2 separate regions of the Mus musculus genome follow, and region 2 is linked to region 1. Evidence: chromatin contacts called from public Hi-C data. All regions are on one chromosome and are shown on one strand. Each heading gives the region's core, a stretch centred on a gene start, on an enhancer-like site or on the middle of the called end of the contact. The rest is flanking DNA. Distances are from core to core; before and after follow the strand shown. Region 1 has its middle 320 kb from the start of Gm30904. Region 2 has its middle 35 kb from the start of Gm30904.

Region 1 (6,662 bases), core at 2,053-4,552:
AGAGAAGGAATGTGGAGACAGAATAACCAGGCTGCAGATCCCAATACATCTAGTTCAAAGTACCCAGGGTAGCGACAGCTATAATAAGAGAGACTGCCTCAAAAACAAATTGTGAATTTGGAACAGGAAACAGACTCCCCAAAATTTTCCTAGAGCCTCTACATAAACAATGTGATGCACACACATACACACACACACACATACACGGAATAAAGAAATACAAACATTATTTATAAATTAATTAAAGCCAAGGAGGAACAAAACATAGCTATATTTGCTTCGTACAAAGTTCAGCTTGATTAGAATATTCTTAACGTGTCTGTGGATGGGCTGTTGTGGTGTCAAGGTGGTAGCTAGTGAAGCTAAGTTCTCTGTCTGGATTAAGACAGCAACTACAGAAAACAAGAGGAGAAATGCATAGATGTGATATTCGCAAGTGTAGTTCGTCAGATCCATTTCTACTTGGGAGGAAATAAAGACAGAACTAGCACCTTTGCATAGTTCCTATTAAATGTTTGGGCATTGTAATAGTTTGTATATGCTTAGGCCAGGGAGTGGCACTGTTAGGAGGTGTGGCCTTGTTGGAGGAGGTGTGGCCTTGTTGGAGGAGGTGTGGCCGTCACTGTGGATGTGAGCTTTAATACCCTATTCCTACCTGTCTTGAAGCCAGTATTCTAGTAGCTTTAAGATGAAGATGTAGAAGTATCCACACCTTGGTCTTCCCTCTTCTTGATTTTCTTGTGTTTTGCAAATTGTATCTTGGGTGTTCTAAGTTTCTGGGCTAATATCCACTTATCAGTGAGTACGTATCAAGTGACTTCTTTTGTGATTGTGTTACCTCACACAGGATGATATCCTCCAGATACATCCATTTGCCCAAGAATTTCATAAATTCATTGTTTTTAACAGCTGAGTAGTACTCCATTGTGTAAATGTACCACATTTTCTGTATCCATTCCTCTGTTGAGGGACATCTGGGTTCTATCCAGCTTCTGGCTATTATAAATAAGGCTGCTATGAATATAGTGGAGCATGTGTCCTTAGTAACTGTTGGAACATCTTCTGGGTATTGCTGGATCTTCCGGTAAGAAGGAAGACCAATGTGTGGATACTTCATTCCTCCTTAGAATAAGGAACAAAATACCCATGGAAGGAGTTACAGAGACAAAGTTTGGAGCTATGACAAAAGGATGGACCATCCAGAGACTACCCCACCCACGAGTCCATCCCATAATCATCCACTAAATGCAGACACTATTACATATGCCATCAAGATTTTGCTGAAAGGACACTGATATAGCTGTCTCTTGTGAGGCTATGCCAGTGTCTGGCAAACACAGAAGTGGATGCTCACAGTCAGCAATTGGGTGGAACACAGGGCCCCCAATGGAGGAGCTAGAGAAAGTACCCAAGGAGCTGAAGGGGTCTGCAACCCTATAGGTGGAACAACAATATGAACTAACCGGTACCCCCAGAGCTTTTGTCTTTAGCTACATATGTAGCAGAAGATGGCCTAGTCGGCCATCATTGGGAAGAGAGGCCCCTTGGCCTTGCAAACTTTATATGCCCCAGTACAGGGGAACTCCAGGGCCAAGAAGTGGGAGTGGGTAGGGGAGCAGGGCGGGAGGAGGGTATAAGGAACTTTCAGGATAGCATTTGAAATGTAAATAAAGAAAATATCTAATAAAAAAAATGTAGATGTAGAACTCTCACCTTCTCCTGTCCCATACCTGCCTGGATGCTGCCATGTTCCTGCCTTGATGATAATAGACTGAATCTCTGAACCTGTAAGCCGGCCCAATTAAATGTTGTCGTTTTAAGAGTTGCCTTGGTCATAGTGTCTGTTCAGTAAAACCCTAAGTAATTCAGACATAAATTGCTGAAAGAAGAATGGTAAGAAGTCTAGGAGGCTTCAGAGATCATGGCCAGAGGCGAAAGCATTTTGTCCAGTTCTAAATGGTGTCAGTACACATCAGTAGAATAAATGTGCTTAAATAACAGACTGAATGAAGTACCTATAGTGGGCTCAATATAAAAAAAGGACCACCCCCTAAAAATGGGGAAGCAGAATCTTGTTTGCCAAGCTTGGATAATGTCACTAAAGGAAGACAGGTGTGCATGAGTTAGAAGTGAGACTCAAGGAAGAGAATAGATTTGTGGGCCAAGGACAGCATTAGAGTTTTAGGTTTCTTTCCATTCCCACCATTCCCTTTAATCATATTAACACATGTCTCATATGACACATGGTGACAGTGAAGTTATAAGAGACTGAGTCTGTGTTAGCTCAGGTACTATTACCAACCTGAGCAGCATAATCAGGATTTGGAGCCATTGTTGCTGGATTTCAAAATTCTTAACATTTTAGGAAAATGGTTAAATAAATTATGCATATTTTCTACTTAGAGAATTAGTAAAAATTCCCTATGACCTTAGGATAGGGTATATTATCAGCATTAAATATGAACATTTTGAATTATAAAAATGTATTACAATATGATGTAAATTATGCAAATTATTATCATTATGGACACCTTTTCAGTGTGATTACCATTGTGGAAAAGTAAGATTTTTCCTAACTTTCAGGTTGGTTTCAGATTGCAATGACAAGTTCAAGCTGCATTGATTGGTAAATAGAAATACTGAGGTTAGTAACATATGTTGTCAAAAAATGATGACATTTTTATTTTCACCAGAAATTTTGTGCGAAATCTGTGGTATTAATGTGCTACGTAATAGCCTGTTAGTGTTTTCATGTTTAAAGTACCTGATATCAATGTCTTCTGAGCATTCATTTGGTGGTGAACTTTGAAATAAAAATAAAATCTGAAAATAGGATCGAACACATAAAACAGAACAATGCTACTATAGCAATGGCCTCAGTATAACAGTACAGTCTGCCAAACTTATGAGACACTCTGAAATACAGAGACAACTTTGGGGAAATTGGCATTATTTGAATGAGTAAAGCTTCTGTTTACAAAAATCTTCCTATGCCGAGGCAAAGATAATGAAAATTATATAGGGCCAAAGCTCATGAATTATAGCATCATAGAACTGTGGTCGTCAAAGTTCCAGGTGCTCCCACACTCTTAAATACTGAGGCAGGTTGTAAACTTGGTCATGAGGATTATGGAGACGACACGGTGGATAGAGGTTTCGCCATGCAGGAAGACTGAGCTTCGGAACTCTAGAACCCACTTAACAGCTATGTAGTTGTGGTGGCTACCTATAATTTCACTGAAGAAGCAAAGACAGAAGATGTCTGGTTACCTAGGCAACCGGGTTCCGGATGAGATTGTGCCTGAGTATAAAGTGGAGCACGATCCAAGAAGATGCCTAGTATTAACGTCAGCCTCCACAGGTATGTGCACACGTGAGCAAATATGAGTACACACACACACACACACACATGCACATACACACATGCACACACACACATGCATATACAGAACACATGAAAAACTACATGAATGAAAAGGTCTTGTGTTAACTGTTTTTACATGACCATAGTTTTTCCAGTCCCTGTTGTCTTATAATAAAATCCCCAGACAGGAGGAAGGATGTTATAAATATTGTGGATACTTCTAACTAAGCAGTGAAAAGAAGGCAGCACTGTTAGAGGTAGAATGCTGAATACTGGCCACGCCTCCGAGACTTCATCTGCATACAGAACCCCCATCATCAGTGTTCTGAACAATCATGGATGCGCTAAGAAATTCCCACGACCTAGCCCTGTTTTCCAGAGCCCTTTGCAGTATCCTAACTTTAGCATTGGAAGCAGCTTTTCTTCTGTCTCTTCTTGCTATTGGAGGGATAGACAGGCGTGTTGGTATAGATGTCATCCCTTGCATTCTGGGGAAATAGAACAGCTAATTAATAATCCAAATTAGCATAATCCCCGGTTTCTGCTCCTAACAGTCAGCAGGGATAGGTTTTGAATTTAGAGAAGAATTCAAAGAATTTTGACACTGTACAGCAGTGACCCTACAGTCATTAATCAAGATGCTCAGGTTTTACTGACATGGGTACATGACAAAGTTATACATGGCTTACCACTGGCTGCCTAGCAATTGCAATTTTATCTGAAACTGAAAAAAATGCCTTTAATTAACCATGTTGTAGCACTGTCTGCATCTTAGCACTTGGAGTGTGTGCTGACAAGGAACTGGGCAGCTTACCAGTATAGAAAAAGTCCATAATGTAACAGATAAAAGGGTTAGGAAATAACATAATAAACTTCTGAGCCAACAAGCAGGAGGACTGAGTTATGTGAGAACTCACATGTGTAATGCAGTGCATTTGAAATCTAGTACTGGGGAGGCAGAGACACATAGATCCCTGGTACTTGGTATTCAACTCATCTAACCTACTCAGAAAGTTCCAGGCCACTGAGACCATGTTTCAAAAAAGATAATCTCAAGAATACAGAATACACCCAAATCAATCTTTGAGCCTTCATATGTGTGTACCCATCCTATGTGAACATACACATACATGCTCATAGGTACACACAGACACAAAAAGTGACAAAAAAAGACCATTGCTGTGCACTTTATATCTACTGTGAACAGACACCATGACTACCTGTGTGCTGCCATGCTTTCTGCCGTGGTGATAATGGAATGACTCTCTGACACTGTTAAGCCAGCCACAATTAAATGTTTGCCTTTGTAAGAGCTGCCTGGGTCATGGTGTCTGTTCACAGTAATGAAATCCTAACTAAGACACCACCATATCAGACTTTCTATGTGTGTTACTGGGGCCTAAATCTAGAGCTTTCAGTATATGTTGAATGAGCTTCCTCCTCAGTCCTTGGTGTTTGAGGAAACAGGGTCTTATTCTGTAGCCCAGACAAGCACCCAACTTGTCATCTTCCTGTCTTCCTCCTGAGTGTAGGATTATAGCTATGTACCTCTATGCTTGCAACAACTTCTACATCTGATTATATATATAATTTTAAAATATGTTATATATATTTATATTATATATTTAAAATTTAAAATATATAGAAAATTCAGATGTGTGTATGTGTGTTTATGTGTATGAATCTATGTGAATTTATGCTTTATGTATGCAGTTTGCAGAGGCCAGAAGAGGACATTGGATGCCTGAATTTGTGTTTGTAAGCCACTAACATAGTTGCTAGAAAGTGAACATGGAACCTCTCGAAGGGCAAGAAGTCCTCTTAGCAATTTAACCATATCTCCAGACCCTATTTCCTCCTTTTAACTGTCTTAAGCCTATAGTCACCATTGTGAGGTGCGCAAATTCCATAAATCATTCCTCGTGATGATATTTGGCATTTCATTTTACAAAGAATCAACTGAAAATGCCTGTTTCCCATTAGAACAAGTTCAGAAATAAACACAATGGAAGTTAATTTTATTGGGAGTTTGCTTGATATTTTTCATAAATAAATATCTCTGGGAGCTTGTTCTATTATACAGGTGCTGAAGTCACAGAGAAGCTAAAATATTTACACCCGAAATAATGTAATCAATTTCAAACATTATATATCCAAAATTCCATTATTCCAGACATTATTACGTAGAATGGTTGATTGCAATGTCAAATGCTGCATTTTTTACAAAAAATTATGAAGTATGAGTTTTTTGTTCCATTGTTTTCCATTTTCTCCCCAATATCTTCATCATTTTGAAAGGATCACGCTTTGAACAAGCAGCAGATGTTAATACAGAAATATAGAACATCTCAATTTTCTCACTGCTAACTCAGCTTTACTGAGCCAATTTCCCAGTTCTCACATTTCTGAGTCCTCGGAGAAAATGCTAATTTAGATTGTTAAAATTGACACGGGTGAGGGTATAAAGGGTAATTAGCATAAAATCCTACACAAAGTGTTCTTAGCACCATTAATCAACACCCACCTAGGCGTATATTTTTTTTTTCAGTCAGAGCTGATGTTTAATGGAGCTGAAAAATATCTAAAATATCCTCTTCTACATAAGTAATTTAAAAAATGCTGAATTTGTCCTCAAATCAAATTTGAGGGATTTTTTTTTTTTTTTAAGAAATGAAAAATCTACAGTGTACCTCAATGACAACTTTCTTTTTTACACTTAAGACTTTAGACATGGAAAAGTATTCTCTTTAGGAAAAACACCTCAGATCCTTATACTCTGACATCTCTTGCAAGGCTTCCTGCATTTGCGTGGAACTTAAAAGAAAACTCGATGTGTTTGTCTTTTTGTCCCAATTGCTTGCCACACTCATTTGTCCCTGTCCCTAGCCCAGCTCACTGAGGGGTTTGTTCTTTAACTGTTCAAACTTAAGACCCAAATAAGCTCCCCAGGGCTGTGAGTACTCCTCCTCCAGATAGATGGGTCATCACTGCTTCACAGCTTGACGCTTGTTGTTTCACTTGAAGCCTCTCTGTCTTTCCTCAGGAAAGAACATGACCCAATCGTGAGGTAGCCTTCATTTCAAGGGAAGGGGAACTCAAGTCATTCATAGGATGTTTTTGTTTTTTGTTTTCTGATTTCTGTTTTTGGTTTTTTTAATGTTTTTTTGCTACTTCTTTCTTCATTTGCAAAAGAGACAAAAATAATAACAAACAGGTATAACAACAACAAAATGTCTATATCAAAGGGACACAAGTGATCTATACATTTCTAGGAGCCAGTCCACAAATGTCCCTAGGG
Region 2 (6,081 bases), core at 2,134-4,633, 350 kb after region 1:
AGAAACCCCAGGAGTCCTTCTCAGATTTTGTGGCCAGAATGACAGAGGCAGCAGAGCGTATTTTCGCAGATTCAGAGCAAGCCGCACCTCTGGTAGAACAACTCATTTATGAGCAAGCCACGCAGGAATGCCGAGCGGCCATAGCCCCAAGAAAGAACAAAGGTTTACAAGACTGGCTCAGGGTTTGTCGGGAGCTTGGGAGACCTCTCACCAATGCAGGCTTAGCGGCCGCCATCCTCCAATCTCAAAAATGCTCCATGGGCAGAAATGAATCAACGCATAGATCTTGTCCAGGAACAACTAGATGTATTATGGCAAATAGCTCAGCTGGGATGTGAACAAAAGTTTCTGGGATTGTGCGTTACTTCCATTCAGTATGAGAAATTTACTAGGGCAGCTAATTTGTTAAAAAGTCTTTCTCAGTATATGTTACAGAATTGGACGGCTGAATTTGAACAGACCCTTCGGGAATTGCCATCATTCAGGTCAACTCCACTTGCTTGGACCTGTCCCTGACCAAAGGATTACCCAATTGGATCTCCTCATCATTTTCCTTCTTTAAAGAATGGGTGGGGGTGGGATTATTTGTAGATACACTTTGCTGTGGATTAGTGTTGCTTCTTTGGTTGGTCTGTAAGCTTAAGGCCCAAACTAGGAGAGACAAGGTGGTTATTGCCCAGGCACTTGCAGCTCTAGAACATGGTGCTTCCCCTGATATATCTATGCTTAAGCAATAGGTCACTGGCCACTCCGCTCTTGCACCCCACGAGGCTAGTCTCATTGCACGGGATAGAGTGAGTGTGCTTCAGCAACCCGAGAGAGTTGCACGGCTAAGCACTGCAGTAGAAGGGCCCTGCGGCATATATGAGCCTATTCTAGGGAGACATGTCAATTTTCAAGAAGGTTGAGTGTCCAAGCGTCCTTCTCCCCAGGAAAAACGACACGGGACCAGACCAGGACCCCTCTGGGTGATGAGCCTGGAAGGGGGTTATGTGTACAGCTCCTTTACCTGCACACTGGGGATTTGACCTCTATCTCCACTCTCAATAATATGGGTGGCCTATTGCTCTTATTAAAAGGAAAGGGGGAGATGTGGGGAGCCGCACTCACATTTACCATTACAAGATAGCGCTGACAGCTGTGTTCTAAGTAGTAAATAATCTGCACATGTGCAGGGGCAGTTTTCCCGCCATGTGCTCTGCCTTTCTCGTGATGACAACTGGGCCGATGGGCTGCAGCCAATCAGGGAGTGACACGTCCTACGTGGAGGATAATTCTCCTTAAAAGGCACAGGGTTCTGGCACTCCCTCTCTTCGCCTCTTCGCCTCTTCGCCTCTTCGTCTCTTCGCCTCTTCGTCTCTTTCTCTCCCTCTCTGCCCCTCTCTCTGCCTCTCTCTCTGCCTCTCTCTCTCTCTTTCTCTCTGCCTCTCTCTGCCACGCTCTTCCTCTCTTGCTCCTGAGTAAGCAATAAAGCTTTGCTGCAGAAGATTCTGGCTTGTTGCGTCTTTCCTGGCCGGTTGCGAACGCGCGTAAGATATCCTCATTTAATAAGACTATCTCATGTCTCATATGTCTCATATATTCTTATTTAATATTCTCTTCAATAATTACACCCACATACATACACACGCACACACGTATATATACAAGACTACATAACAGCCTTCAGAGAGCTTTAATGAGAAATCATCAAAATGTCACATCATAAATGGAGCATAAAGCTGCCCTTTCTCTACTAATATGGAAAGATGATTAGCAAAACAATGCGGCCCACATCACAGAGCTTTTGCACTCGGAAGCTAACTGTCAATGACGACACATCTGGCATGCCTAAAGTAAACAAACAAACAAGCAAAGAACGAGAATACAGTTTAACAAAACACCCATGGAAGGAGTTACAGACACACAGTTTGGAGCTGAGACGAAAGGATGGACCATTTAGAGACTTCCATATCCCGGGATCCATCCCATAATCAGCCTCCAAATGCTGACACCATTGCATACACTAGCAAGATTTTGCTGAAAGGACCCAGATATAGTTGTCTCTTGTGAGACTAAGCCGGGGCCTAGCAAACACAGAAGTGGATGCTCACAGTCAGCTATTGGCTGGATCACAGGGCCCCCAATGGAGGAGCTAGAGAAAGTACCCAAGGAGCTAAAGGGGTCTGCAACCCTATAGGTGGAACAACAATATGAACTAGCCAGTACCCCCCCAGAGCTTGTGTCTCTAGCTGCATATGTATCAAAAGATGGCCTAGTTGGCCATCAGTGGAAAGAGGCCCATTGGTCATGCAAACTTTATCTGCCTCAGTACAGGGGAACGCCAGGGCCAAGAAGTGGGAGTGAGTGGGTAGGGGACTTTTGGGATAGCATTGGAAATGTAAATGAAATAAATACCTAATAAAAAATAAACAAAATAAAAAAATGATGCTTCCAAAGTTCCTCAACTATCAAGACACTAGGGCATACGCAGTTGAAGTTTATGTCTTCTGGAAGCTTTGTGTGCACTTCTCAGATGCTCCTCTGAATTGCAACAGAAAATACAAGACTATTAATAATGATGTCTTAGCTGTTGTCCACAATCATAGAATTTATGTTTACCTCGGGGCACTGGCGAGGACTTTCATGAGAATACTAGTTTACAAGCTATTTTAAGTTTTGTCACATAATGTGTCAATCCATGTGGCAGCTCACATTTTAATACTAATTGATGGGGTACATTCTTAAGAAGTGTTATTATTCATGTTGGCTAATTCTCAACTAACCAGGTGGCACACATTCAGATTATACGTTCAATTACTTCAGAAAGCTGTTTGTCTTCAGTTTCTGTCACCAGCCAAATGTTTCTTTGTCTTATATGTGTAATGAATTTTTATGATGATTATAGAACCATAAATCACCATGATTTTGACCTACTGCAACATGTTTTTTCTCTGCCAACTATCACTTAATTCATAAATTTATGATTTCCAAATACCATGAAATGATTTTAAAAGTCGGTGCTTTGAAGATAATTTATATAGTTGCTACAGGTATATGTAATTCAAATTTAAAGATTATGTTCTTTCCAATAAATCCCATCAGTATGAAAGTGGGTACAATGTCAGGCAAAAACAATGCAGAATTATTTCCATCTTCTTAAAGATATTTTTGTTTGGAATAATAAAAGACATTTTTTCCCATGAAAAAATTTCTCAGCAAAAAGGTGAGAGATAATTTTTATTATAATTTCCTTCCAAAAATACCAACCTCGCTGACATTTTACTTCACATTTCAGCTATAAATTTAGGTTTTAGAAGTGAGGCTTTAAAAGTACTCTGTTTCAGTGAAAATTTCACTGTAATGCTAAATGGGTTGCCATGCCTTGAGCAACAGCTCCCTCTATGGTCCATCATCACCCAGGTAATGACTGTGCATCTTCTGCAACACCATAGGCCCTTCCTTCTATGACCAATACTCTCCTAGATACAATGCTAAGATGATACTGAACATTAGCAGGCTAGGTTTTTCTTTCCTTTTTCCCCTTCAAAATGCATCTTATTGCTTATAATTCTGTTATTCTGTTTATTGTTAGATGTGATTTACTCAATTACAATTTTAGTTATATTTCATACATACAACTTGATCCTTATGCAATAAAGAATCAGAGTTATGGGGAACAATCACAGATTGGATAAATTTCTGTTTATCTGGTCATAGATTTTCAATTGTACTGATGTTTCAGTACAATTATGTGTATGTAAATGTATTCACATTTCTTTAGAAATGTCATGTTATAGATTTCATTTTAAATATTGTCTACAGTGAAAAAATAAAATCATATTTAACTGTAAGTCCTAGAAAAAAGCCCTACATTTATATACAAGAAAACCCTTTATATACAAGTAGTACATCTAAGACTCAAGAACCCATCTGTTACCAGGAAATGTTAAACTGGGGAAACATTTTGAAATAAAGTACAAAAAGGGCAACTGGTTTTTAAAGGGAAAGGAAATGTATATAAGAAGAAGGGGCTGAGGCTTCTTTTATTCTGGCCTCTTCTAACATAACAAAGCAACTCTGAAAGGTTTATAGTGTTGTATGGGAAACTTCAGGGAAAGTAGTGGCTCAAACTGAAGTATCAGCTGGCTTTGTTGGAGAGATTAGAACCATAGAAAGAGAACCAACCTGTTCCTTATCTGATACCTGCATCATCACCCTACTTTGGAATCTTCCATTCAATAGTGGTAGAAGTTACATAGACATCATGTTAGGCAGAACTACATTCCAACTATATTATGTTACTATTCTGCATTGGATGACAAGTCAACAAGTTTCCTAGTAACAGATGGGTTGTTGAGTCTTAGATGTACTACTTGTATATAAAAGGTTTTCTTGTATATAAATGTAGGGCTTTTTTTCTAGGACTTAGAGTTAAGTATGATTTTATTTTTTTCACTGTAGACAATATTTAAAATGAAATCTATAACATGACATTTCTAAAGAAATGTGAATACACTTACATACACAGAGAGAGAGAGACAGAGAGACAGAGACAGAGACAGAGAGAGAGCACTAGAGAGGGTAAGGGAGAGATAGAAAAGACATTGTATGAGAGACAATTTGGAATAAAATTTTATTCTAAAACAAATATTTGTAACCACACTGAAAATGAATTAATTTACTCAATTTCTTATTCAAATTATTCCCACAGTCACCTAACTGAATTAAATATTTTCTATCTACTTTAGCATCAAAATCTGTGGAGTTGAAGTTACAGGTGGGTCTGGATACCATATATGAGTGCTGAGAACTGAACTAGGGTCCTTTGCAAGAACAGTATGTTCCGATAATCACTGTGTCATCTCTCTCTCCCTCTCCTCTTATAGCTGAGACATAAACTTGAAATGTAACCAAGAAATGCATGGCTCCCAAGATTTCACTCCTTCCTTTTTGTCAGTATTCATTTTCATTTTCTATGTGTATGAGTATTTTGCTTGTATGTATACATGTGCACTGCGTTTGTGTGTGTGTGTGGGGGGGGGGGGTAAAGAACAGAGTCTTTAAAGAACAGAGTCTAGTAAAGAACATCAAATCTTTTGGATCTGAGCTTAGAAATTATTGTTAGCTCATCACTTTGTACTAAGAACCAACATGGGTCCTCTACAAGTGCAGCTAGTTTTTTTAACCTCTAAGCCATTTCTACAGCCCCAAAGATGGCTTCTTTCTTTTTTAACCTTCTTGCAATATTGTCTACTTTTTCTTGTGACATTGTCGCCTTTTGTTTGAATCGGCTCCAAAACATGTATTTAGACAATATATCACATATGTTATAGGTAAACACACTTATATAAACAATAATAATTTTATAATTTTTCTGTATAAATTCTTCTAGAGTAAAAAACATTTGTCAAGTTGCTCAAAGAACGTGCTTAAAAACAAAAGTGACTTTCACAATGGAAAGCTACACAGCCATGCCCAAGAACAGAAAATATAAATATATTTCATAATGACCATCAGAAAATGCAAAGAACACATATACACATATGAAACATGCAGAGAGAGGAACGAGAAATCTTTGGAATTTTGTAAATACATTATTGGAGAATTAGACTTGGGTGCCTTTCCAATTAAAGAGTTAGAGGGATGCTAATGAAAAGAATATAACAATAAACAAAATAACAAATCAGATGGCATTCTCAGAGTCTAAGTTATGCCTGCTTATATGAAAGATTATAACGCCAAGACAAAGTCAGTTTAGAAAAAATTCTCATGTGTATGCATATGAAAAATATGCCTCTCAATGATCTGAAATTATATAATTAAAGAAGGTAATTTAATACACACCAATTTACATGGTTTTTTTGGAAACAGAAACAATGTCATCCCCCTCTTAAGAATAAATACAGAATCATAGCATTGCAGAGAAATTCAGGAAAAGAATAAATTTCGAGGCATGATCACCAACATTCAAAGCATAACTTCCCTACAACACAAACCAAGGTATGTGCTAGATTTTGTATTTCTTTACTACACTCACCCTGCCTTCATTTTGTGAATGCCTAATGTTCTACCAATGCTGTTTTCACTTCCTTATAAATT

The links. Hi-C and Micro-C count contacts between places; a contact is called where the count stands out from the background.
Region 2: a contact with region 1 is called in a Hi-C map of cortical neurons, with 3 times the contacts expected there. The contact joins two enhancer-like sites. A contact is called at or near these places in 6 of 484 Hi-C or Micro-C datasets (brain, cerebral cortex, cortical neurons and 1 more).

The regions. Positions count from the first base shown.
Region 1 is chr2:8,023,594-8,030,255 of GRCm38.p6, forward strand. No RefSeq gene overlaps it. Among named protein-coding and RNA genes, the nearest start is that of Gm30904, 320 kb to the right of the region's middle. Within about 2 kb of position 3,303, at least 6 of the 459 cell types and tissues checked have an H3K27ac peak or open chromatin away from gene starts, as enhancers often do. A contact at or near this core is called in cortical neurons, where this site is marked.
Region 2 is chr2:8,377,063-8,383,143 of GRCm38.p6, forward strand. No RefSeq gene overlaps it. Among named protein-coding and RNA genes, the nearest start is that of Gm30904, 35 kb to the left of the region's middle. Within about 2 kb of position 3,384, at least 8 of the 459 cell types and tissues checked have an H3K27ac peak or open chromatin away from gene starts, as enhancers often do. A contact at or near this core is called in cortical neurons, where this site is marked.